6 separate regions of the Mus musculus genome follow, and all the other regions are linked to region 1. A link is a contact called in public HiCAR-type and HiChIP or PLAC-seq data. All regions are on one chromosome and are shown on one strand. The core of a region is the stretch at or near the end of the contact, and the rest is flanking DNA. Distances in the headings are between cores, read along the strand shown.

Region 1 (3,904 bases), core at 902-3,401:
GGAAAAGTGGTCTTTACTCTAAACAGTGTTTAATTCCTTCCCCCAACAGCTGCCAGGCCGCAAGTATGCCCCTGGGTACAATGCCGAGGTGGGTGACAAGTGGATCTGGCTGAAGTGAAGGGTCCCCTCCGCCCAGCCGTGTCATAGCCATGGAGATGCCTGCTCTGCCCAACTCTGTGAACTCCAGAGCTTTCCAAGACAACAGGAAAAAAAGCAAATGATCAAGAAATTGCCAGAAAAAAAAAAAAATCTAACAAAAAGAGTCTGACCCACGCCTGGGCAGAGATGAAAGAATCAGCGTCCACTGAAAAGGTTCTGGAACCTTCTAGTGATGTTTTGGAATCATCTGGAGGAGAAACAAAGCAGAGCTGGTCTGCTGAAAGCCCAGCTCCCACTGGAAGCCCCGTGCCCCAGTGCTGTTCCCTTGAACCCTTCCAACTTGAAGAAATAAAGCCGGCTCTGTAGCCCCTCCTCCTGTGTCTGCGTGGCACACTTGTGCCTGGTGCCTAAGGATGCTCAGCCCTGCGCCCCCCACCCACCCACCCCTGCACTTTGGGTCTCTCACACACTGTTGAAGCGTCTTTTCTGAAGCATTTGTTCTTTTCTGAAGCACATTAGAGCAAAAGGGTGAAGAATGGCCACAGACTAGCAGAACCGAGTCTTAGAGCAGGCTCGCTTTCTCTTATCTCTGAAGAGCAAGCTGAGCATAGGGTGTGGGGTAGTACAGATGATGCTATCCAAAATGAGGGTGCCAGTCCCAGGTGAAAGAGCAGTGGCATCTTATTGTTCTCCTGCATGGGAACCTGGGGGGAGAGTCCTTAGGAGCGGGTGTCAATCTGAATTGCTGTCCTAAGCTGTGAGTTTGTACTGAGACCCCTGCTGTGGCTGCTCCAAGCACATGTAACTTGCATTTAACTTAATTAAAACTTAATGAAATTTAGCACTCAGTTCCCTGGTAGCACTGGGCTCCATTCAGGCACACACAGAACACTGTTGGAGAGCAGGTCAATATTAGGCAGTACAGAAGAGAACACTTTGATCTTCCAGAAAAGCTGGCCTTACTGCTGGGGCCACCTACCTGCCTGCGGCCCCTCCCCCTCCCCTTCTGAAATGGGCCAGCCCTGGGATTCTGTGGTTTGAGTAGCTTGTGAGCCCCCTGAGAAGGGTCAAAGAGAAAGAAAGCATCTTTATCTTGGCTCTGCGTGCTATCCCTGGCTGGGTGGCACTGCTGCCCCTGAAGGCCCACAGAACAGGCATGCAGCGTTGTGAGAAGTAGGTCCTGGGCCACAGTCCAGAGACCTCAGCCATGGTGGCTAGCACGTCAGGACAGAGTCAGGACACTCGGACCCTAAGAGTCCTTCCAAGTGCTTGTTTCTTCCCCTGATGACTCTACTCCCTGGGTGTAGTGTGACACTTGTGATTAGTGTTGCTACAGAAGTCCATCTGCCCATTTCCTGTGTTCACTCGGGCAAAAGAGGGTGAGTATTCTCCAGTCTCCAGGACTAAGCCCTGAGGACTGGTAAATACTCTGGTATGGCATTGATGCAGTCCCTCATCAGTCTCACCAGAGTCTCTACTGCCCTTTAGAGCTTGGATCAGAGCTGAAAGATAACCACACACTTTGAATAGCCCACATTGGCAGCCGCCTCTGCACTTTGAGGATCAGGAACAGGGCGCTGTTTTAACACTGGTTCTGTGTTTTCTGTTGACAGAGGAAGTCCTCATGGACTTAAGGCTCTCGTGGTTTCCTCCATCTTCAGTAGCGCTAGGCTCAGCCTGCAGCCTGGTGGCAGCTGGCATGCTCCCCAGGTATCTGACTGCTGCCAATTGCAACCCTCCACACAGCAGTGGTGCTACAGCAAATAGCCGTTCACCAGGCAAAGCAATTCAGTAAGGGCAGCATGTGACTAGGTGGCCACTTCAGGATGAAGAATACCAGAGGGTTCAAGGACCGGCAGTCAGGCTACACTTTGTAAGTGGGTGCCTGGCCAGTGCAACAGGAATGAACAATGTTCTCTTGCTTGACACGGGCCCCTCTTCTAAAGCCTGCTGGCTCCTAATTGCTTGGAAACATCCTGTGTTCTGTTTACCAAAACGGACTTCTGGATTGGCTGTGAGCAGTATGTGCTGGCGCCAAGGAGCCAGGCAGGCCTGCCCTGGGGCTGATGAGCAAGGTTAGCGCTGTAGCACCAGGCTACAAGGGCGTTGAAAGGAGACAGCTCAGAGCTGGGTGAATGGAGGAAAGAGCCTGAGGCACCCTGGCCTCTTCATCTAATATAAAGCCAGCCCTGAGGGCAGTGCTTCTGCCAGGACCTCAGCCCTCAGGTCCTTTCTTCCTGTTGGGTTTCTTTAGCGGGAAACTCATGTGAAAGGAAGCAAACCCAGGATTAGAAGATGACTGGAATTTGAGGGAAATTGCCCTTTTAAGCTGCAAGGCCCTGGACTTGTCCGGAGACCCAAGCTCTGAGTTTTGGTGTGTCCTGCTCTCTCTGGAATTCTCACCAGACACCCTAGGACCAGAGATTTGCAGTATAGGCTTACCGCAAGGGGTCTTCAAAGCAGTATAACAAAGCACCCAAAAGTGCTTGGCTTTTACTACATTTTTTAGTATCCTGACAGAATGTCAAACAAATCCTTTACACCTGCATTTTCCTAGAACGAGGTGGTGCCAGCAGCAGCAGGATCTTTTTCATGCTGTGCGGATTGAAAGCAGAGGGCCCCTGTCTTCCTGCCAAACTCAGTAGCCTCAGGGCAAAGCGAATGGACTTGCCCAGAGCCAGGGTATTCCAGGGGTGGGAGCATAGCCCAGTGGGCTGTGAATGAGGCTCAGCCAGCAGATCAATGGCAAGAAATGAAATGTGCCTCCTTGTAGCCAACCTGGGAGCCAGACTGAGACAAAGACACATACACACACACACACACACACACACACACACACTGGCTTCCTTCCTCACAGCCCCAGGGGGCACTGCCCAGCAGATGGTAAGATCCAAATGTGGGGATCCTCCATCTCAGACATCCCTAGCACTCCCTGCACCCTTCAGTCCTCTCCACAGCCTGAAGCAGGGAAGTGCAAGATCAGCTTCGAATTGAAGCTATCTGTGGGCCATGCTTTGCCTGCAGGAGGCACAGGGTGTCCACCTGGTTGGCATTCCCTGCATGCAGCCCCACAGATCTGCTTGGCTCCATCCTTCAGTCTGACCTTTAGAGGCTCTGGTTGTTCGGAGAACAACGGAGCAGTGGAGAGGTGAGGGGTGAGGCAGAGCTAGAGAAAGCCTCATGGTGGGTAAGAGCTGGCCAATGTAATAAACTGCGCTGGCTTGAAGGACCCTCTAGCCTGGAAATGGATGCAGGTGTATTTATACAGGAAATGGGTCACGGCTGGTAGGGGCCTGCAGGTATGGCCAGATGTGTGCACCTGCTCTTAATCACTTCATCCTACAAGTCCTCCATCAAAACAGTTACTTTTGACAAGGGTCATTGTGTTATCAACCTGTTAATCCACTGGCTGGTTCAGTTCCAACTTTCTCAGTGACTGGGCTGGAGAGAGTGGCTGTCCCCAGACCCTGTTACTGATGAAACCCAGGTAATGAAAGGACTCTTCCTTTGTGAGAGTGGGAGAGAAGCCTTACTGATCACCTTACGTCACAGACAACCTTCAGGCCCTGAGCTCACTCCTGTCACAAGACAGGAGTAATCCATTGAGGAACTGTAGCCACAAAAAGAAGGAAGCCCCAGCATTCTTAGATACCCCCCAGCACACAGAGGTCCTGTGTGATTTATGTAGAGAGCCGAATGTGGATATGCTGTCTGCGCTGTGCTCTGTACGCTGTGCCTTGGGAGGGACTGGGAGTCACTCCTGATATCCCTGGCTCCTTAGCACTCACATATCTTATATCTGAAC
Region 2 (3,904 bases), core at 1,043-3,542, 420 kb after region 1:
GCCTTGCTGTTACTGTATTTGTTTTTGTTTTGTTAGAAAATTTTGTCTGTGTGTCTTATTTTTCTGTGACTATGATAAAGCACCATGGCCAAGGCAGTTTATAGAAGAGTTCCTATATTTCTTTTCTTTTAAAACAGAATTTCCTGTTCCTACTGCAGGCACTTTTATACCAAGAGGCACACAACAGTAGCCTCCTCTGCAAAAGGTTTATCTTCTGGTTATTCTCAACACAATATTTTGTGCTCTCTGTCACAGAATTGGGGGACTCATGGTTTCAAAGGGTGAGCCCACGACCATCATGGCAGGGAGCATGGGAACAGGCAGGAGGCCTGGCACCCGCACAGTAGCTGCATGGGCACATCCTGAGAATGATGTGTGCTTTTGAAACCTCAAAGCCTGCCCCTAGTGGTACACTTCCTAACCCTTCCCAAACAGTTCCACCAACTGGGGACCAAGTATTCCAGTATGTGAGCCTATGCCAGCATATTCTCATTGGAGCCACCACACTGTGGTTATCTTATTCTAAACTGTCCTGTGGTGATATGGATTGCATCTGCCGAAGATCTCTTCTCGGCATTCTCCCTCTACCTTGGCAGAGTCTTGGATATGGTAGTGAGTTACTACGTGCAGATAGCTGACTTTACCCAGTGTAAAGTCAGCTCTTCCAGAAGGCTTGTTATTATGGTCTGAATTCTACACTCAGTGGTGTCTTCTCACTGGACAGTACAGGCCCAGCCCTTGTGGAACCAAGGAGGGAGATTCTTGTGACAGATACCGTGTGTGGTCAAAGAAAGGAAAGAAGCAAAGCTCCGAGTGCCTGGGTCATAAACGGTCACTGACAGTGTTCTGTGGTAATGGGCTGAGGAACACAGATCTGGTTAGTTCTTTCTGCCCTAGCAACATGACCTCAAGATGTCGTGACACACACAGGACCAGCAGCATTGTTCTGGGGTGTCTTTGGGAATCTGGCCATTATTTGCAATCTGTATCTCTTTAAATTTCAGGTTTGCATGTCTTTTTGACTATAACAGGATACTCGCTTTACTTCTAGTTACTAAGGGAAAATACAGAGAGACTCTTCATCAATGACCTACTCCATGCTCCTGAGTTGGGTGTCTCTGAGCAGAGCTAGTTGTTTAGGGCTGTTTCTTGGAATGGATGATTATAAAATGATTGCACTATTATTTTTAAAAATGTCACCATGTTTGCTTTCCAAAGGTGATTAAAGCAGGTAAAAAGTTAACCTGATGCCAGTTGCCTAGTGACCCATTGAGGGTGCATTACCTGTGGACACCACCACCATACCTTTAAGAACTCTCTGACTGACCCTACTTATTCACAGATGTTATTCTAGCAGCCCTAGAGTCCATGAATATGTGGACTATACAATGGGGCTTTCCTAGAATGGCTGGGAGTAGTCTCTTGGAATGAAGCTTAGTACAAAGTGTTATAACCTGATTTTCCCATAAAGGATAGAAAAATGTTACTGTTCTGAAGTTATTATAAGAACTGGAGCTGGGTTCAGTGGCTCAGTGCCATTGGCTGAGAGGAGCTTAGATCCTGACTTATGTTAGATTTATCTATATATTGACTGCTATCAACAAGGGTGGCCAAGTGAGGATGCAATTTTGAGACTTGGGTTTGGTCCCTTGTCCCATCCATCCAGCTAGGTTGTAACTTGCTGATAACTTCCTCTGACTTTCAGCTGTCCTCCGTGAGACACTGTCCTCTTTAGGGGATGTCTTTCAGAAACAGACTCAAGATAAAACTGTGGAAGTACACATGCCAACCTCATATCAAACTTTCAGAGTGTTTTCACACTCCTTGTCATTTCGTCTTCATTGTGGGGCAATACTGCTGCCCCGTGGAAGCATGGGGAAGGCAGCAAGCAAAGTGTGTGGTGCTTCTGTGAGGATAGACCAAGCCAGGCAGCTGGCCTGCCCATCTTCCCTTCCTGCTGTGTCACCTCATACTCTGCTGAAGCATGCTGCCAGCTCAGGGCAGAGATCCACTTTAGAGGCCATTTTAGTGGCTGTTTGAAATATAAACCAGAGAGCCAGGAGTCTCTGCTGGCCTTCTCTGACCGCCCCCTGCACCCACTGTTGCTAGACACAGTGTTAAGCTTTCTGCAAGTGGCCTTTCTGTGGGGAAGGTAGCCATTGTAGGGTCTGGGCAGGCCTGGGCAGTCTTTCAGTGTTCTCTCAGTCTCTTTCTCTAAGCTGTTATGGGGAATTCCTGTACCCTCTCCAGTTAATCTGCCATACACCCGGCTGCAAATGACCTTTGCCCCATGAATCTTCTTAGTAACTGATTTTCTCAGGAGAGCTCTGGAAAGTTTACATAAACAGGGACATAAAGTTTACATAAACAGACAGTGCCACCTGCTCAGTCTGCCCAGTAAATCTTTGTTGCACACAACCACAGTTGTGACTGGACAGCTCTGAGAAGTCTTGAGGCTCTAACCTCTTCTGGCTTACTTCTATAGCATTAGGGAAGCTAGACTAGGAAGGCTCACTCGGCAGGTTGTGGAGGTATAGCATAGGTGAGAACAGAGCTATAACCTCTGTCCTAGGGGCTGGGGCTAGGTTAGGTCAGCCCCAGGGTGTCTGTGTAGGTATGGTAGCCTGAGAATTTGCCTGGGTCTTCCAGGATAGCCCCACAGGACAGGGACCAGCACCTCTTTTATTATGCCCATGGTATGAATAAGTTGGTGGCCCTGTTTATTTTGCTCATGCTTATGTTTTATTGAAAGTAATCTGAGTGGCTCAATGCCTGGGCCACACAGGTTTGACTGTTGGGGTGGAAACAATTATACAATTGCTGTCACTTTTCCATCACATTCTTGATATGATGTGACTTGAATTTCCCATGCTGAGTAAGTGGCATATTGTGATTCTGATTGGAACAAACTCAGAGCAGTTTACAGTCCCACCCCCTCAGTCTACCCAGTGCTGTAGTTGACTGTGGAAGCTGGTGATAGACAGTCTTGGGAAGAAATCCAACCAGGGAGCTGTAAGGCCTGTGGTTAGAGGGGAGTACAAGAAGGCCTTCTGTGTGCAGCTTGGGCACTTCTAGAAGCATGAACCTTGCAATGTGTGTGTCAGGATTAGCTGTGGCTGCACTAACCTCCTGGCAGCACTATATGTAGTTCATGAAGGTTGGCTTAAGCTCCTCTTTTGAGTGCTCATCCAGCATCAGAGAGATTGGACATATCTCTGGGTACATCTATTTGTCTTCCATAAAGTCTTGCTGGAGATGACATGAGGCAGCATATGAAGTGCACACACTCCATGTGTGAAGTGGAACCATCTTCACACGTGTTTACTGAAACCACATTTGTGTACATTCATATGCGCACATGCTTGGACCTCACAGCTAGTTCATATATTCAAGCATATGCTGAAGGATTAGCTGTTTTCCCATGTGGGCATCATCGAAACTGCTTAGGAGCCAGTCCACCTAAGGTAAAAACTTTATTAGGCTGCCTCTTTGCTTTAGTTTCCTCTTTTAAACTGTTCTTTCTTAGTCAGGGATCTCTAAAGGAACAGAGCTGATATGGTGGAGATAAATATTTTACACACACACACACACACACACACACACTAAAGGAGGTTTAGTAGACTGGCTTACAGGCTTTGGTCTGGTAGTCTCATGAGGGAGAGGCTAAGAATACAGTAATTGCTCAATCTCTGAGGATAGATGTCTCAGTAAGCCCAGTCTGGCACAGAAGTCCTGATCTTCAATCTGTGTTGGAATCCCAAAGAAGTAAGCTATAAATACCAGCCAAGGAATGAATGTATCAGTAACAAGGCAGATGAATTTGCCATTGAGAGTGAAGGCAAGCAAACAAAAGCAAACTTTTCCTTCTTCTATCTCCTTTATATGTGCTGCCACCCTAAGGTGT
Region 3 (3,904 bases), core at 964-3,463, 350 kb after region 1:
TGTGTGTATGTGTGAACTGTGAACCATGTGTTTGAGTGCACTAATATTCTCTTGTTGTATATAGGGCTCCATCTCTGGCCTTTAGGGGCCCTTAAGCCCTTTTGATGTGACTTTGTAGTCTGTGATGGCTTCCTTGCTTTGTGACATCTTGTTATGCCGCACAGTTCCCATCCCCACACTGGAACTAACCATTTACTCGGTCCTCATCTCAGGATCTCTGATTACACCAGCAAAGTCACTCTGACATGGAAATAGACATTTATAGGCTGTAGGGATGAGGGTATGGACGCCTCTGAAGGCTGTTGTTGATCTTATCTTCAGAATATATGTGATGGCCTTGAAGGCAGCTCTCCTCAAGCCACTGAAGAAGGAAGAAACCCTTTGAGGAATTTGTCTGTAGGTCAGGAATAGGGTGTAAAACAGCAAGAACTAGTGTTGTGCTTGTCTCAGAATTGAAGGCCTAGAGTTGACCTTCAGCTTCTCATCCTGCAGGTACGATCATGCTCCACCAGGGTCAGATAGCACCAGGCTGTGGTACCTACAGCTAGACAGGCGCACCCATGGGTGGCTGGGAGATGCTATATGTATGCTACTGATGGTGCTCTTGTCCTGATTCTCATGGGTGTGAAACAGTGCCTCATCCTGGCTGCCATGTGCATCTGCTGAGGCTGGATGCTGAGCATCTCTCCATGTGGTCTTTGGCCATTTGCTCTCTCTTTGCAGAGATATCTGCTTAAGTCTTTTGCCTGTTCTCACTTGAGTTATTTGCCTCTTTATGCTTGAATTGTAGATGCTGATTGTGTATTCTGAGTACAGCTCCTTTATGTGATAGCCAGATAACCAATTCCTTTGTGGATAGTATTCTTTAAGACACACTGTGTGTAGCCGGGCGTGGTGGCGCACGACTTTAATCCCAGCACTCGGGAGGCAGAGGCAGGTGGATTTCTAAGTTTGAGGCCAGCCTGGTCTACAAAGTGAGTTCCAGGATAGCCAGGGCTATACAGAGAAACCCTGTCTCAAAAAACCAAAAAAAAAAAAGACACACTATGTGTGTGTATACTTGTGTATTTTGGGGTGTGCATGTATATGCATGCTTGCAGAGGTCAGAGGAAAACCTGAGATGTTGTCATCGGGAATGCTGCCTATGTGCTTTGGGGAAGGTCTCTCATTAGCCTGCAACTCACCAGTTAAGCTAGGCTGGCTAGCCAGTGGAAAGCTTCTAGTTTCAACCTCTCCATTGCTGGGGTTATAAGTGTGCCTCACCACACCCAGAATTTTTACGCTGGTTCTAGAGATGGAATTTACAAGGCAAACGGTTTACTGATTAAGCTATCTTCTTGATAACATCTCCCCCCACCCCCACCTTCTTCTGTAGTTTGTACTTTGCTGTCATATCAGATATTTATTGAACTCACTTTGGGTGGGGTGAGGTGTGGCCCTCTTTCTTGGGACCTAGGCTTCTGGCTTTTGTCAAATGTCAGTGCTGAAAGGCTTCTAGGGCTCTTAGGAGAATGCCTATTTTATGGCCTCACTGGCATCTGCTGTTTCCAGCGGCTAGATTTGTTTTCCCACAGTTGTTTTTAATTGAATGTCCATGAGAAAGTGGCCAAGTAAATTGAAGGTTTCTCAGAGAGAGCCGAGTTTCTTTGTTGGTTTTTTAAACTGTGCTTTTTCATCGTTATTGTGCAGTTTGTTGGAATCTGCGTCATGTAGTGAGTGTTCATTGGGGCTGGGATTGCTGGTCTTTTTGAGCATTACAGCATTAACGAATCCTTTCCTGCTCCGAACAAAAGTCCTAAAAAACATTCTCAAAGCTCTGTAATTTTCAGATGGCTCTTTCCCCTATTGATAGGTTAATCATGGGGCACAGAGCCACCTGGAACTCAGAAAGTAGACATCCAAGCAGAGTAACAGCAGGATTACAGGCAGGCTCTGGCACCTGGGATAAGGTCCCAGCACCTAAGACTGATTTCCTACAGCTCATGTCTGTCCCCTGAGAGTCCAAACAATGCCTGCCAGCAGATGAAAAGCTCTGAAGAGACCATGTGCAACGGTGGCAGATGCGTCATTGTAGACAGTCCCCGAGGATTCAGAGGTGTGTTCTCAGAACCCCAATAATTCCACAGGTGGGGACTTTTGAGACTAGTGCAAAACCCACACAGCACAGTGTAACTATTCAAAATCAGTACCCTGTGCCTGACCTTTGAGTTCTGCACCCTGCACTGCCTTAGGTGCTGACTGATGAGAGAAAACAGAAGGTAGGTTGTGTGTTCACCGCATACATGAGGTCTTTGAGTTGCAAGTGTGCTGGGGAGAGACTAATCAGGCTGTATTAAACCTTGAACTAGATATTTACTGTCTCTCTGACAGAAAGTGAGTCACTGTATTCTTAGGGTGGTATTATAGAATTTCCTGAATTTGGTTTCCTAAGGCCTGTGTATGCACTGGTCGGAACTGGAAGCCACTTCCACCTGCCTATGGTGCTCCTGGCTGGTGCTGCATCTCACTTTGGCAAAAGTGAGATGAAAAAAAGTGAGTGAAAGTTCAGCTACTTCCCCTTTGTGAACTTTATGTCACCGTGGTGCTTCTTGATTCTCTCTGCTCTTTTTTTAGCTCTGCATTTCTCCTTCTAGTTGAGCACATGATTGTCCTGTGGAAATGACAGATTTGTTCCTTCAGCTTGCTGGAGATTGTATTACTCAATGTAGAAGGTCTTTTCTGCTTTTGTTTTCTGTTAATTGACATGCATCCTGGGGAAGGACAGGTTTCAGAGAGCTGGCTCAGTTGCTAGGGAAAGTCCTGTGACAGAATTGATGGCATAGCCACAGAAGTCTAAGCTCTTGTCCAGTGCGTGTACTCGGTGATGTCAAGAACATCTGTATATGGCACTGGAGAGGTAGCGTAGTGGTTAAAACAGTAGACTCTCTAACAGAGAACTTGAGTTCAAGTCCCAGCACCCACATGACGGCTCACAACTGTCTGTAAATCCAGTTCCAGGGTGCCCAGTGTCCTCTTCTGGCCTCTGAGGCAAATGATGCTGAGAGAGAGAGAGAGAGAGAGAGAGAGAGAGAGAGAGAGAGAGAACGCATGCACATCTGTACAGAACTAGCTCCTTTCCCCAGAGGTGCCCAGCTGTGTCTTATAGCTAGAATTTACTAAAAGTAGGACTTGGGGGTTGGCAGGTGCAGCTACCACACCCATTGGAGAATCCAGAGCTGGGTGTCTACGAAGCTTTGGGGCATGACCATGAATGATGAATTAATGAACTCCGAAATCAAGAACCTGAACTGGGCTTGACTACCATCCTCACTGGGCTAGTCATCACACTCGGCTTATGGCGAGCTCGTACTTCCCTTCATTGACTACCTTTGAAGAAGTAGTGTGGAAGTTAGAAGGGCTGTTTCATCCTGTGCCTTAAACCCATAGGGAGCTATGACAGTAGCCTGCTCATGTGAGGACAGCTCCGCTGAGGCTGAAGGATATCTTTCTCTCCTTCATTTGGGGAAACTGAGGCACTGCAGGTCAGAGTTCACAGAAATCAGTGCTGAGCTGGAATGCTTTGAAGTGGTACCTTGTCAGTGCCAGGAAATGGGACCTGGCCCTTTCCACATCTGCAGATGGTACCTTTTGTTCAGTAACCCTGCACACAGATAGAAGCTGCATGTAGGTCTGTAAGGCTTCATCTCTCAGTAATTTGATGGGTCCATGGAGAGTGTTTTCTAGCAGTGTTTTCTCCCAAGTGTTCACCTGGAATAAGCCTATTTTAAGCTCAAGTGTGAAAATAATTGTCCTTTATTTCTGATTATGAGATGGCTTGGTTGGTAAGGGACATTGCTAGCGAGATCGATGACCTGGGTTTGGTTCCAGAATTCATGTGGTGCAAATAGAAAACCTATTCCACCAA
Region 4 (3,904 bases), core at 857-3,356, 340 kb after region 1:
TATGAAGGTATAGAAAGAAACCCTTTGCTTCCTTCACCAAGGCCCTGGCTTAGTTTTCTGTCCAGCCTGGGCCAGCCTGTGTGGTGTATCACTGTCCCACACCACATGAAGCATGCCTGTCACAGGCTGCTTGCTCTCCTCTACCCTTAACATTCATTCGTGCCTCTGCTTTCCTCCTCCTCTTCCTCCTCCTCTTCGCTCCCCCTTTTCCCCTCCCCTACCCCTCCCTCTTCTTCCTCCCCGTCTCCCCCCATGGCCACCTCCTGCCTGCCCTGGTAGCTAAGTAGTGTCCTGATTGCTATCATCCTGTCCCTGCTTCCAGACAACTCTGCCCACAAAGTAGATAGGATTGCTTATATATCTTCTTTTGCAAGTTGTTCTTCCAAAAACTGACATTACCCATTCCCCTATAATGATGAGATGGGCCTCATGTTGCTCCTCCCTCTAGGTCCTCTGGCTTGAAGTGTCACCCTCTTCTGAAGGGGAGGTACCTGTGTGGTGAACTTGGTCCTCCATGTCCTCTTGGATAATAGCATGAAGGGTACTTGTATTTGGACATCAGTGTTGCCTGACCTACAGTACTTGGCGTGCTTGCCAAAGTGTGTTGTTTTATTTGAGAATTAGCAGCTCCTGTAGGATGATTGGGAGACAGGCTGGTGATGAGGAAGGGTGGCCTGGCTCCCTCTATAGACATTTCTGTGGGTGGTTTGCTATATTTTTTCTTATGGCATTTGAAGTCTTCTCTCAGTGTTTACCCCCAGCAGGTGCTTATTAGTAAATGCCCATTGCCTTGGTTTCCACCAGGAAGGAAGAAAGGAGGGCAGGTTTGCTGCCTCTGGGGTCTTCAAGCCAACCACTTAGAGTGTTCATGGAGCATAGGCCAGTATCTCAGTGTGGGCCTTGAGTGGATCCAGAGAGAAGACAAATAGAACAACCTGGGCAGCAGCTACAAGACACCAGAAGGCCTGAGTTCTCCCTGCTCCTCAGTTCCTCGGGGTAGCCAGGGTCTGGCCTTCCTGCTTCTCTGGAGTCCCGCCTTGTGTCTTCACTCCTTGGGCTCGACTGTGCCATGTTTATTAATCTTTGGGTTGGGCACTTTATTTCTAAAAGTGAGTTTTCTGCAAGATGCTTAAAATTCTTCACTAACATTGGGAAAGGATCAGGTCTTAGCCAAACTTCTGGAAAGGGAATCTCCATCATTCTAAGGACAGCTACTATATCGAAATCCTGGGACCCTAAAGTTCAAAAGTCAGCTGGCCTCTGCTATTTCAAGGAATCCAAATTCCATAGATCTCAGTCCCTTCATAGGCCTCTGTTGGGGGTGGGGTTGGAGGCTCTGGGTTCCTTCAACCCCCAGGCTAGTAGCTATTCCTGGTATATTACTGTAGGGATGTTTGGTTGCATGTTCTTTAAAGTAAGGCTACATACATCTAATGGGGCTTATTGTTTATTGTGATGTGATAATTTAAAGTTACTGACTTCGTGCCTGCCAGAGAGCTGGAATGAACTTGCCTGTGGGGTGCTGTTGGGTACCTTTCCCATGTGGGGTTTGGTCCCTTGTAGGCTTTTTTTTTTTTTTTTAAAACAAACAAACAAAAAACAGTTAAAGGTTTTTGTGAAAGATGGCCTCACTGGCTGTCTTCTATTCTGCCTTCCTCCTCTAAAAGGAGAAAAAACAGAGAGAGAAATAAAATTTTCTTTCTTTGGTCCAATGGCTGTGCCTGTGATCACTGGTCACTGGACCTGACTTCACTCATTACTTTGTTTGAATCCCCAGATAGACTTTGATTTGCTTTTCTGGAATAAAGATAGGTGATTTTAAATAAAGTTTTGGTAGGTCTCTGTTTCCAGGCTCTATGCCTGTCCGCTGTGGTACAAGGCTCTTGTAGTGCATCTGGGTCACTGCCCCCAGTCCATCAGATTCTTGGATTCTCTTGGCCCCTGCCTCAAGGACGTCTGTGTTTATGGGGTTGCTATTCTCTCTCAGAAGCTCTCAAAAGCCTTTGCGTCACATGTCCAGCAAACAACAAATGCTGGCCAGAGGTTGTGTTCTCACCCAGAGCACTGTGCCAGAGAACTCTGCTTTCTTTGGAGCCAGGACTGGATGAACCTGGACCTCAATGCCTGTGGGCCAGACCAAAGACAGCACTTGGTGCTCCTCGACAGGCAGTGCACAGGGTCACCTGAACTGTTGACACTCTTATACTGCACCCAGGTTCCCAGCCACCAGGGGCCAGACCTGTCTCTGTGTCCCCACTTCTTTCAGAGAGCTGAAGTTCCAATCCCTCCCACCCCCAGCCAGGCTTTTGCCCCAACAGCAGTGTCCTACCCTGATCTGCTGCCAGGCTGCAGACAAAAGCCTGATCAGTAGTCATGAACTCTTGCGAACAAACATTCCTTCTTCTGGGAGGGCAAGGCCTACTAACTCTTTTGAGTCTCACCCTTTCTCTAGAAGGTGCTAGTGGACATTTAAGATCTTCCTTGATATCTTCCAACTGGGGACGTCGAGTAACCAGATGAAAAGCACCCACACAGATAGCTCTAGTACACCCACTGCCAAAAAGGGCTACGAAGCAGAGATTACCCTAAATTAGGAAGATGATTGTTGCTGTGTTAATTGTATGCTGTCTTCTAAAGCTGTTTTTGTACTCTAGGCCCTGGCAGCAGGCTGGCTGTGGGTTCTCCCATGAGGTATTACATACTGGCACCCGCACAGCCCCAGTTCAGGGAGGGGAGTATGTGCCTGTTTCCAGAGCCACCCAGCTCCCTAGTCTCTCTTTAGGTGATGAGCTGACCATCTTTCTTTGTATTTTTAGACAGGTTTCATGCTGTTGTGCAGGCTAGCCTTGAACTTTGAACCCTCCTGACAGTAGTTGGGATTGTAGGCATATAATACTGCACAAGGCTTTATTTAACTTTATTAAAATCTCACTCCAGTCTGCTCTGGTCTTCTCAGTGCTCCACCCCCACACAGGTCTTTATCACAGGAGATGCAAACAAACACCCTTCTATTTTAGTGTGCCCGTCGTCAGTGTCACAGCTGTTGTGGCTTGTCTTGTTGGCCAGGAAGGCAGTCCTTGGCCCCGCAGCTGGCCCTGGAAGCTCACACTTGGCCTGGCCAGCCTGGGCCAGTCATGGCAGGCCAGGATGACTTGCAAGTCCGTTCCCTGCCTTGGTTCTTGGCTTTCTCACAAAACTCCCAGGTCCTTGTGTTGGTGATCCTTGTGTTCCATTGCACAAGGCCCAGGGAGCCTGTGCAGCTGAGTCCTTTGTTAGTAGTATAGGTTTCTGTTTGAGAGTTACCCCGGGACATGCAGACATCCTGTGGGACATACATGATAAAGTGGGGTGGGCACCCACTTCTGAGCAGCTCTTTCCTTTCAGTTTTCTTGCTGTCTAGATTATTTATTCTGCCAATCATATTGTATAAAGCTTTTCAAATTGAGAACCTTAATTTGTAATTGATGGGACTCAGAATCCCTTGTCTGTCTAAAACTCTGTTGGAAATCTCAGAGATCTCCCCCTCCTCTTGTTATACACAGAAAGAAATGTCCTTCAGCAATGAAAATAGATGTGCCTTGGTTTGTGGGGTCCCTGTGTCATTGGCACTGGCTGTCCCCATGGTCAGCTTTTTGGGAAGGCTTCTCTTCCCCACGTGAGGATTTAACTGAGCATGGAACCATGTAAGAGTAATAATACAGGAAATAATAGCTCATATTTGGAAAAGAAATAACAAATTTATTAAAAACTATTAGTATATTCTTAGGTTTTAATTTAAAAAGTGGATTTTTCTCTGATTACTGTCAAGCATGGTTTTAAAGACATTATTTAGTACAAGAAAGATTATATACAAAAATGCTTCTTAAATTGTACTGTGGCTGAGCCAAAACTTAACATTTTTCCT
Region 5 (3,904 bases), core at 617-3,116, 320 kb after region 1:
TGGGCTGCTGAAAGGGAGCTCTCTGGGCATTTGGTGAACACAGCCAGATTTTAGCCTCCTGTAGGTGGTTGTAAGTATAGGTACTTCTTGTCTGAAGTATCTACGTCTCTGTTTGATGGTTGGCTGCTGGTCTGTAGGATGGATGGCCTGTGTGTGTCTTACCTTTCAGTTCTAAGCTAGCCTGCTAGTTGCTTTCTTTAGAATTCCCTCTTGCGATTCCCATGATCCCTAAGGGGATATTCTTGTTTTATTGTTTCTGTGTTTATTAATGTTATTGCTAACTCTTTCTGTATTCTGGAGTCTTTGTTTTGCTTTTTGTATATTTATTTTGTCTATATCCCATTCTGGTTGAACCATCTTTTCAGGTGTGCACCCCTGTCTGAGAATGGTGTCTTGTCAAGGTTCTCCCTCTGTGCTCTTGCTGCTTGATAGCATGAATGTCCTTTTGAGGTGTATGTGGACGCAGTGTTCCTTGATTTCTTAGTCTTGTGCTATCTATTTATTGTCTGTCTGTCTGAAGAGTAATGTATTTCAGGAGTTGGGGAACATTTTAGGACTTAACTTTTTTCTTTTTTTTTTTTTTCTTGTTCCATATTTTTTTTTAATTAGGTATTTTCCTCGTTTACATTTTCAATGCTATCCCAAAGGTCCCCCATACCCACCCCCCAATCCCCTACCCACCCACTGCCCCTTTTTGGCCCTGGTGTTCCCCTGTACTGGGGCATATAAAGTTTGCAAGTCCAATAGGCCTCTCTTTGCAGTGATGACCGACTAGGCCATCTTTTGATACATATGCAGCTAAAGACAAGAGCTCCCGGGTACTGGTTAGTTCATATTGTTGTTCCACCTATAGGGTTGCAGTTCCCTTTAGCTCCTTGGGTAATTTCTCTAGCTCCTCCATTGGGGGCCCTGTGATCCATCCACTAGCTGACTGTGATCATCCACTTCTGTGTTTGCTAGGCCCCGGCATAGTCTCACAAGAGAGAGCTATATCTGGGTCCTTTCAGCAAAATCTTGCTAGTGTATGCAATGGTGTCAGCATTTGGAAGCTGATTATGGGATGGATCCCTGCATATGGCAATCACTAGATGGTCCATCCTTTCGTCACAGCTCCAAATTTTGTCTCTGTAACTCCTTCTATGGGTGTTTTGTTCCCATTTCTAAGAAAGGGTAGAGTGTCCACACTTTGGTCTTCGTTCTTCTTGAATTTCATGCGTTTGGCAAGTTGTATCTTATATCTTGGGTATCCTAAGTTTCTGGGCTAATATCCACTTATCAGTGAGTACATATTGTGCGAGTTCCTTTGTGATTGGGTTACTTCACTCAGGATGATGTCCTCCAGGTCCATCCATTTGCCTAGGAATTTCATAAATTCATTTATTTTTAATAGCTGAGTAGTATTTCATTGTGTAAATGTACCACATTTTCTGTATCCATTCCTCTGTTGTATTACCTAGAACAAGGACAGCCTCCCATTACCCCACTTGATGCATAGAGTCAGGAAGTTTACTGTGACCCAGGACTGTTCTCTGTAGTGTACATGTGTTCACATTTTGTTGATTGTCTGGTAAGGATGGTTTATATGCCAAAAGAAACTCTTGGATCCTGCCTAGCATTCATGTCTTCTGTTCCACAGGCTTCTCTAATCTGGGACAGTCTTAGTGGTCTTTCTGTGGCTTCCTGACAGGAACATTATGGAAACAGACAGGGTTGCCATTAAAAAATAAAAAAAAATTAAAAATCTCTCCCCTCACCTTTGTTCATTTCCTCTTGTTTCATTTTGGGTGGTTTGTGTTGGGCTGGGAGGCTGCAGAGGTGTCGTAGTGTTTCAGGTGCCCTGACTTTCACTTGTTTCAGGAGGCTGAAGGGGTGTTGCCAGGAGCTTGTTACAAGAAACTGTTGGGGGACTGCAGGCCCCCTGGTGCCTGGCCTCCGGGAGGCTTCTGAGTTCTTCTGTGACTCCTGGCTGACCTTGCTGACAACCCCGATGACTCTGATTACTCTCATTTGTTTAGAGGTGACTTTTCGCTATGAAGAGGAGTTCCTTTCTTTCTTGTTTATACTCACCCGAGGTCCTGGATTCCTGGCTGTTACCTGGGCTGTACCCCTTTATTGTTGTGCACATTGTGGTGCTCAGGCTGCCCCAGATCTGACTCATAGCAGTTCTTGTTCTGACGCCACTGGCAGGTCCCCAGAACCTAAGGCCCCTCTTCATGCTGACTCAGTACAGTGTTCCAGTCCTGGGGTTGCTGTTCCTTTATGAGGCCTCAAAGTTGTTTTTGATGTGTGTGTGTGTGTGTGTGTGTGTGTGTGTGTGTGTGTGTGTGTGAGTATACCCCGTGTATGGGGTGGATACACTAGAAGTTGACATCTGGTGTCTTCCTCTGTTGCTCTCCATTTTGAAACAAGGCTTCTCACTGAACCTCAAACTCTTCCTTTAGGCTACACTGGCTGACAGTGGAACCTTAGCGACCCTCTTTTGCCTTTCTACTGCTAGGATCATGGTTGCTCACCACCATGCCCAGTGTTTGTGTGGTGCTAGATACCTGAATTGAGGTCATCAGGTTTAACATGGTGAGCACTTTGTCTGCTGAGCCATCTCCCCAGCCCCTTGGAAACAGCTTTTAGAAACATGCTTCAAGTGCTATGGCCCAGCATACAACTGGGGCTCAACTAAAGAGGTAATTGAATGCAGCTCTATTTTGGGTTCTTGTATGTAAATCCCTTATGCTTGTACCTGTACCTCCAGTTCCACTCAGCATTGTGGTGGCCCCGGGCTGTCTTGTCTCTTCAGAGTTGATATTTCCATGGACAGTAAAGTACTTAGCACCCAGAATGTAAAAAATGATTTGTTCATTTGTTCAACTTTAGAATATTAAAATAACAACAACAACAAAACATGTCTCTGTTTTTTTTTTTTTTGTTTGTTTGAAAAAGAAACTCAGTGACCAGAACTCAGCATCCTTCGAAGGCATAGGACCAAACCTTGTGTCCAGCGTGCTTCAGAGAGCCCACTTCTGTGTGAAACATGGCTCGATCCACGTGTCTATGTTTCATTTCAACTTCTCTCTTCATACTGGTTCTCATTTGTTGGTCTTCCTTTGTGCATATGGAGCTGACTATGTTCCGTGTGGCAGTGAGCTTTGGAGATTCTCTCCTGCTCACCCTGACCTTGGGGTAGCTTGTGTGATAGAGCAGGAGTACACATTCCCTCTGCATCATGCAAGGATGTTCACAGGCATCGTCACTGACTCCTGACATCTACTGGGCTCTGGATGCCTGCTTGTTTGAAGCTCTTTAACAGTTGACTCTATCAACTAGGTACCCTATAAAGGGAATATGGCAGTATGCCCACTGGGACTTTACTGTGGGAGTAGCCATATGTATGACCTTATAGGGGTTGTGTTGTCTGAGTTACTGTAGGGAAGTGATTTATGTAAAAAAGTTAATATGTATATAAGTAATTTTGTTACAATTTCCAAAATTTCATGCATAGAGAGAGTACTATTTTATAGTCCTACTAGCTGGGTCTGGCATGGTAGGTGGTTCCTATAGGCATACTGTGCTAGCAGATTATCTCTTCTTACTTGCTGTCTGGATAAATCCAGAGCCTCTCTTCCTTCCCAAAGGCTGTTTTTCTGTTGGCATGTTGGACTTGGTTCCAGGCTTTTCCAGAGTTCGTCATAGGAGGGACCATGACTACTAGCTACACATTTACCCATGGTTCCCCTCTTTACCTGCTGCTTTCGACACTTTATTGCACTCATTTACCACATAAGCCTTCTCAGAGTCGCACCCACTGTGCACTTTCTGCACCTGTACTGGGATCTCCGGTGGGAAGCAGCTTCTGTGTAGCCATCGGGGTTCCTCCTTGTCCCTTGTGCTGTGTGGTGAGTATGTATCA
Region 6 (3,904 bases), core at 535-3,034, 290 kb after region 1:
AGCTTGGCTTTGCCCTGGTGATGAAGTGGCCTTTTTATTTGCTGTGTATAACTCCTCTCTCCTCTGTTTTCCTTTAAACTCCCTGTGGTGCTGGGTGAGGCTTGCGTTATGATTTTATTGCTCTTCTTTCTGGACTTTGCTAGAGCCAGGCCCTGGCTCTCTGACGTAAAAGCCTCCTAACTGTTGGGATTTATTGCTCTAAATAACTGTTTCCAGTACTGTGAGCAGCCCGAGGAAAGGGCTTGGGTTGGTTCAGCTTGTGAGGACTCTGTGGAAAGAGGCTCTGAATGGTGCTGCTGGTCTCATCCTGCACTGAAGCCCTCACTGTTGAGATGTGCCCAGGCAGGCTGTGGTGAGCTCAGCTCTTAGACCTCTGCCTGTGCGGCAGGTCCCCTGGAAATAGCAGTGGGAGGACAGATGGGGCTGCTGGGAGAATGAGCAGCCTTTCTTTCTTCCCTGTCCCTTTTCCCTCCCAGTAATTGCTGTCTTACTTGGTGTTATAGTGCATCTAGATACTGGTAACCGGCTGGCTACCATGAGACCCTGGTCCTGTCACCTGATCACTCACTCATCTGACACGACACTGATCATCAGTGTATTTGAACTTCTTGGGGAAGGTCTCTGCTTAGAGAAAGTAGATATCCTCAAGGAGGCATTTGTGCCGCCTTAGCTGACGGCCTTAGGTAGGAAGCCCATCAGAGCCAGGATCCTTCTTTCTTTCTTTCTGTTCTTCTATCGCTGGATCTCAGTGAGAGGCCTGGCTAGTGTCGGGTTACAAATAAAGTAACCATGTTGAGGGAAGCCTGTGGAATCCAAGATCAGTGCTTTAATTTGGGTCATTCTCTGGTTTAATAATATTCTGTATGTTTGAAACATCGTGGGTTGTTCTCTGAGTCTCCAGGAAGAGGCCTTCTGCCCCTTGGCCTAGGCTGAGCTGAGATCCTCCAGCTCTGTGCTTTAAGTCCTTCCCCCTTCCCCCCAACCCCCACAGAGTCTCTCTCTGAAGTTCTGACTGGCCTTGAATTCACTAGGATCTGCCTACTTCTTTCCTCTGAGTGCTGGGATTAAAGTTGCATGTCTGGTCCTACCCTTACTTGTATGGTCTTGAGTCTTATTTATTTTAACCAGTTTGGTTGCCAAGGTTATTATATAGTAATGAAGATATTAAATGGTAATGAAATTATATCATAAAAGAATGTTTTTATAACTTTTACATTGTGCTCTGCAATGTATATGTTTCAGGGATACTTGCCCAGTAGGATAGGGAATGAATTTTGTGGGCTGTGGTGCATACAGATGTAGATTCTGGGCAGCTGGTAGCAAGTGACTTGCAAAGTCTGAGTGAGGCCTGGTGTAAGAGACCACTGTAGACCATAGTGATGTCAGACAGGTATGTAGGCAGTTAGGGCTAGCCAGCCAACAGGAGGCCTAGGAGTGTCAGTAAGGAGATAGATAGCCTTGTGTAGCATAGTCAGCCAGAGAGGAGCAGCTTCATGCAGATCAGGGAGGGAACAGAAGGGGACACCAGGAGGTAGCCACTCTGAACTTTTAGACAGTGGGGAGCGAGACTGAGCTGGCCAAGGTCATGGAGAAGTGAGCGTTTCTTTTGAGCATACATCAAGTTCTCTGGAAAAGGACATGAGATACCTCAGACAGTGGGACAGAGTTGGGTGGGGGTGTGTTAAGCCTGGGAGTGCTTCAGTCTGCTTTCTGAAGGAAAGGCTTCCAGAATGCTTGCTTCCTGTGCTTCGTGCTGCCTCCTGCCCAGCTCCTAGCACACGCATCTTGCTGGCATCTTCCCAGCCACCACCCCACTAGCATGCGCAGCTCTCAAGTTGTCACCACCCTGGCTTCTCCATGCCGTGATTATCTGAAATCTTAATCAGTCAAGATTTGTTCTGGAAATCATGTAGACATAAGGACTTATTTTTCAACCTTTCTTTTTTTCAATCTTCAAATTGTGTTTTGTCTTTTAAAAATCACGAATACTCTGTCACTGGGAAGAGCTCAGAATATTCACTGTCAATGGTGTGCTGATGGTTTGTTTTGGCAATTTTCTGAAAATTCTTACACAGTTTGGGGAGCATTTGCATTTGTGTCCTTCTTTCAAAGCCCCCATTGTAGAAATGCAAATTTCTGAGTTCTGAGATGCTGAATGTTAGATGATTAATGATATTGAAATTTAAGAATGAACTCCTGGTATGTATTTGACACAGAAAACTCAATACTCGAATCATTAGGAACCATTGAGCACAGCTTGGTGCTGGAACAGAAAGGCCATAATTGCAGTGCCTGGCAGTGGGGGCAGGTCGTATGTGGACAGGTGTGCAGATGCATACCGCCTCCAGAGCTGGTCTGTGCAAGGCCCAAAGCTGCTCCAGCTAAAGAACTGGGTCTGTTTAACCATAGGTGTTTAAAACTTATAGTGATCATAAATCAACATTGATTACTTGCTTACTCCAAGTCAAACACCGCTGTGCTTTTGAGGGACCAGAATGAATAGCAAGTTCGTTCTGAATTGTGCTTTCCAGTCATTACATTTGTAAGGCATGATGACCTTGGGAAGTGAGCTAGAATGCCACCGTTCCATTGTGTGGGTGAGAAAACCAGTATTGCCTGACATCAAATAACTGCCTCAGTTGGGGTAGCACAGTGCTTCAAAGGCCAGCCAGGAACTGGAATTCATCGCCCACACACGCTTCTCTGTGGACAGCAGAACTCTGGGTGCTTTGGGCTCAGATAAGTCTAGTCAAACTCTCTACATGTGTGGGGCTTCCAGGCCAAGCAGGCAGAGATTGGCATTTAGGGGTTGCCGGCACCTTGGGAATGGAGTGATTCTTGCCATGTGAAGGAATAGGCAGATCATAGAAGCTCCCAGAAGAGCTGTATACATTTAATGGAGATGTCCCCCCAGAAGGCCTGCACTGGCTAAGTCTGAAGAGCAGGGCATGATGCTTGCTGCCTGGGGTACATGGCCTGGTAGAGAGGCAGTGTTCAGTATGGAGGGAGAGAGTTAGGCTTGCTGTTGCAATCTGTGTGGCCAGGATCTTGTCATCTAGATAAAGAGGCTCTGTGTGACCTTAATACACAGTGTTACCTGAGCCATCCTGGCTCAACCATCCTGAAACTTCTGCTGTTTGCACCATTTTAGGTGTGTGTACTGCATTTTAGGTATGGTTCAAACCTTCTCTGAGTTCTCGTTGCTGGTCCTGGAGTGCTGAACTGAAGGAACTGACTGGGAGGCTGGTGAGCCATGTAATTTGGGGGTTTGGGTGAAACTTAGTGCTTCACCTCAGCACCTCTCTGTCTGTTTATTTTCTGAGAACATAAGAAATGGACAGTGAGGAAACTGTAATGATTAACACAGAGACGAAGTGAGCTTCATCAAGGGCTCTGAGCAGCTTAGGATCTGCTACAAAGCACTGCTCGGCAATTCAGACACTCCTAACTCTTGCTGTTACCATGTACTTGGAAAAGAAAAACATATTTATAGGTGATGTTTGTGTGTTTTATACATAAAGTTTGTGGCTAATTTACATATTTCTAAAAGTTGTATCAGATAGCATTTGTAAAGAACTATGAAGTTGGCTAAAGTATCTTGGAGTTCTTGTTTAGTGGTCATAAACAGGATGAATTGGTTTTCATACAGTGACATTCACATTAGACCCAAATCAGCTCTGACTCTGTATTTCCTTTAGATGGTGGGATTGGTTGTTGTCCAGTCATGTCAGCCCTTGATGACCAAGATTGGGATGGGCAGGTATGTGTTCATGTATGTGTGAGTGCATGTGTGTGTGTGCGTGCACATGCATGTGAGTGCATGTCAAGACCTGAGATGAACCTTGTGTTATCCTCAGGAGCTGCCTACCTTGTTTTTTGACACAAGGTCTCTTCACTGAGACCT

The links. HiCAR-type assays count read pairs that join an accessible place to other places. HiChIP or PLAC-seq counts read pairs in DNA pulled down with a chosen protein or histone mark.
Region 2: an H3K27ac HiChIP or PLAC-seq map of heart atrium shows a contact between it and region 1, with 15 times the contacts expected there. The contact joins two enhancer-like sites. A contact is called at or near these places in 2 of 484 Hi-C or Micro-C datasets (bone marrow-derived macrophages and nephron progenitors), 7 of 115 datasets of contacts at active chromatin or transcription factors (astrocytes, double positive thymocytes, embryonic stem cells and 2 more) and 1 of 9 other capture datasets (embryonic stem cells).
Region 3: a HiCAR-type map of astrocytes shows a contact between it and region 1, with 8 times the contacts expected there. The contact joins two enhancer-like sites. A contact is called at or near these places in 6 of 115 datasets of contacts at active chromatin or transcription factors (astrocytes, embryonic basal ganglia, embryonic stem cells and 1 more).
Region 4: a contact with region 1 is called in a HiCAR-type map of astrocytes, with 4 times the contacts expected there. The contact joins two enhancer-like sites. A contact is called at or near these places in 2 of 484 Hi-C or Micro-C datasets (embryonic stem cells and nephron progenitors), 10 of 115 datasets of contacts at active chromatin or transcription factors (astrocytes, embryonic stem cells, heart atrium and 2 more) and 1 of 9 other capture datasets (embryonic stem cells).
Region 5: a contact with region 1 is called in an H3K27ac HiChIP or PLAC-seq map of embryonic stem cells, with 4 times the contacts expected there. The contact joins two enhancer-like sites. A contact is called at or near these places in 3 of 484 Hi-C or Micro-C datasets (bone marrow-derived macrophages and embryonic stem cells), 7 of 115 datasets of contacts at active chromatin or transcription factors (embryonic stem cells, heart atrium and stem cell-derived neural progenitor cells) and 1 of 9 other capture datasets (embryonic stem cells).
Region 6: a contact with region 1 is called in an H3K27ac HiChIP or PLAC-seq map of SST interneurons, with 2.7 times the contacts expected there. The contact joins two enhancer-like sites. A contact is called at or near these places in 6 of 39 promoter capture datasets (the 3T3-L1 cell line, cranial neural crest, hippocampal neurons and 3 more), 2 of 484 Hi-C or Micro-C datasets (bone marrow-derived macrophages and embryonic stem cells), 4 of 115 datasets of contacts at active chromatin or transcription factors (SST interneurons, embryonic stem cells and heart atrium) and 3 of 9 other capture datasets (adipose tissue, embryonic stem cells and liver).

The regions. Positions count from the first base shown.
Region 1 is chr1:92,436,053-92,439,956 of GRCm38.p6, reverse strand. Ndufa10 (NADH:ubiquinone oxidoreductase subunit A10) reads left to right here. Exons shown (of 10, transcript NM_024197.1): 10 at 50-249. The coding sequence ends at 118. Among named protein-coding and RNA genes, the nearest start is that of Mir6900, 27 kb to the left of the region's middle. Within about 2 kb of position 2,151, at least 105 of the 459 cell types and tissues checked have an H3K27ac peak or open chromatin away from gene starts, as enhancers often do. A contact at or near this core is called in SST interneurons, astrocytes, embryonic stem cells and 2 more, where this site is marked.
Region 2 is chr1:92,014,494-92,018,397 of GRCm38.p6, reverse strand. The region is part of intron 4 of Hdac4 (histone deacetylase 4); the gene reads left to right. Among named protein-coding and RNA genes, the nearest start is that of Gm46242, 140 kb to the right of the region's middle. Within about 2 kb of position 2,292, at least 20 of the 459 cell types and tissues checked have an H3K27ac peak or open chromatin away from gene starts, as enhancers often do. A contact at or near this core is called in astrocytes and heart atrium, where this site is marked.
Region 3 is chr1:92,081,665-92,085,568 of GRCm38.p6, reverse strand. The region is part of intron 2 of Hdac4 (histone deacetylase 4); the gene reads left to right. Among named protein-coding and RNA genes, the nearest start is that of Hdac4, 97 kb to the left of the region's middle. Within about 2 kb of position 2,213, at least 61 of the 459 cell types and tissues checked have an H3K27ac peak or open chromatin away from gene starts, as enhancers often do. A contact at or near this core is called in astrocytes and heart atrium, where this site is marked.
Region 4 is chr1:92,098,888-92,102,791 of GRCm38.p6, reverse strand. All of the region lies in intron 2 of Hdac4 (histone deacetylase 4), which reads left to right. Among named protein-coding and RNA genes, the nearest start is that of Hdac4, 80 kb to the left of the region's middle. Within about 2 kb of position 2,106, at least 98 of the 459 cell types and tissues checked have an H3K27ac peak or open chromatin away from gene starts, as enhancers often do. A contact at or near this core is called in astrocytes, heart atrium and neural progenitor cells, where this site is marked.
Region 5 is chr1:92,117,668-92,121,571 of GRCm38.p6, reverse strand. All of the region lies in intron 2 of Hdac4 (histone deacetylase 4), which reads left to right. Among named protein-coding and RNA genes, the nearest start is that of Hdac4, 61 kb to the left of the region's middle. Within about 2 kb of position 1,866, at least 25 of the 459 cell types and tissues checked have an H3K27ac peak or open chromatin away from gene starts, as enhancers often do. A contact at or near this core is called in embryonic stem cells, where this site is marked.
Region 6 is chr1:92,141,376-92,145,279 of GRCm38.p6, reverse strand. The region is part of intron 2 of Hdac4 (histone deacetylase 4); the gene reads left to right. Among named protein-coding and RNA genes, the nearest start is that of Hdac4, 37 kb to the left of the region's middle. Within about 2 kb of position 1,784, at least 39 of the 459 cell types and tissues checked have an H3K27ac peak or open chromatin away from gene starts, as enhancers often do. A contact at or near this core is called in SST interneurons, where this site is marked.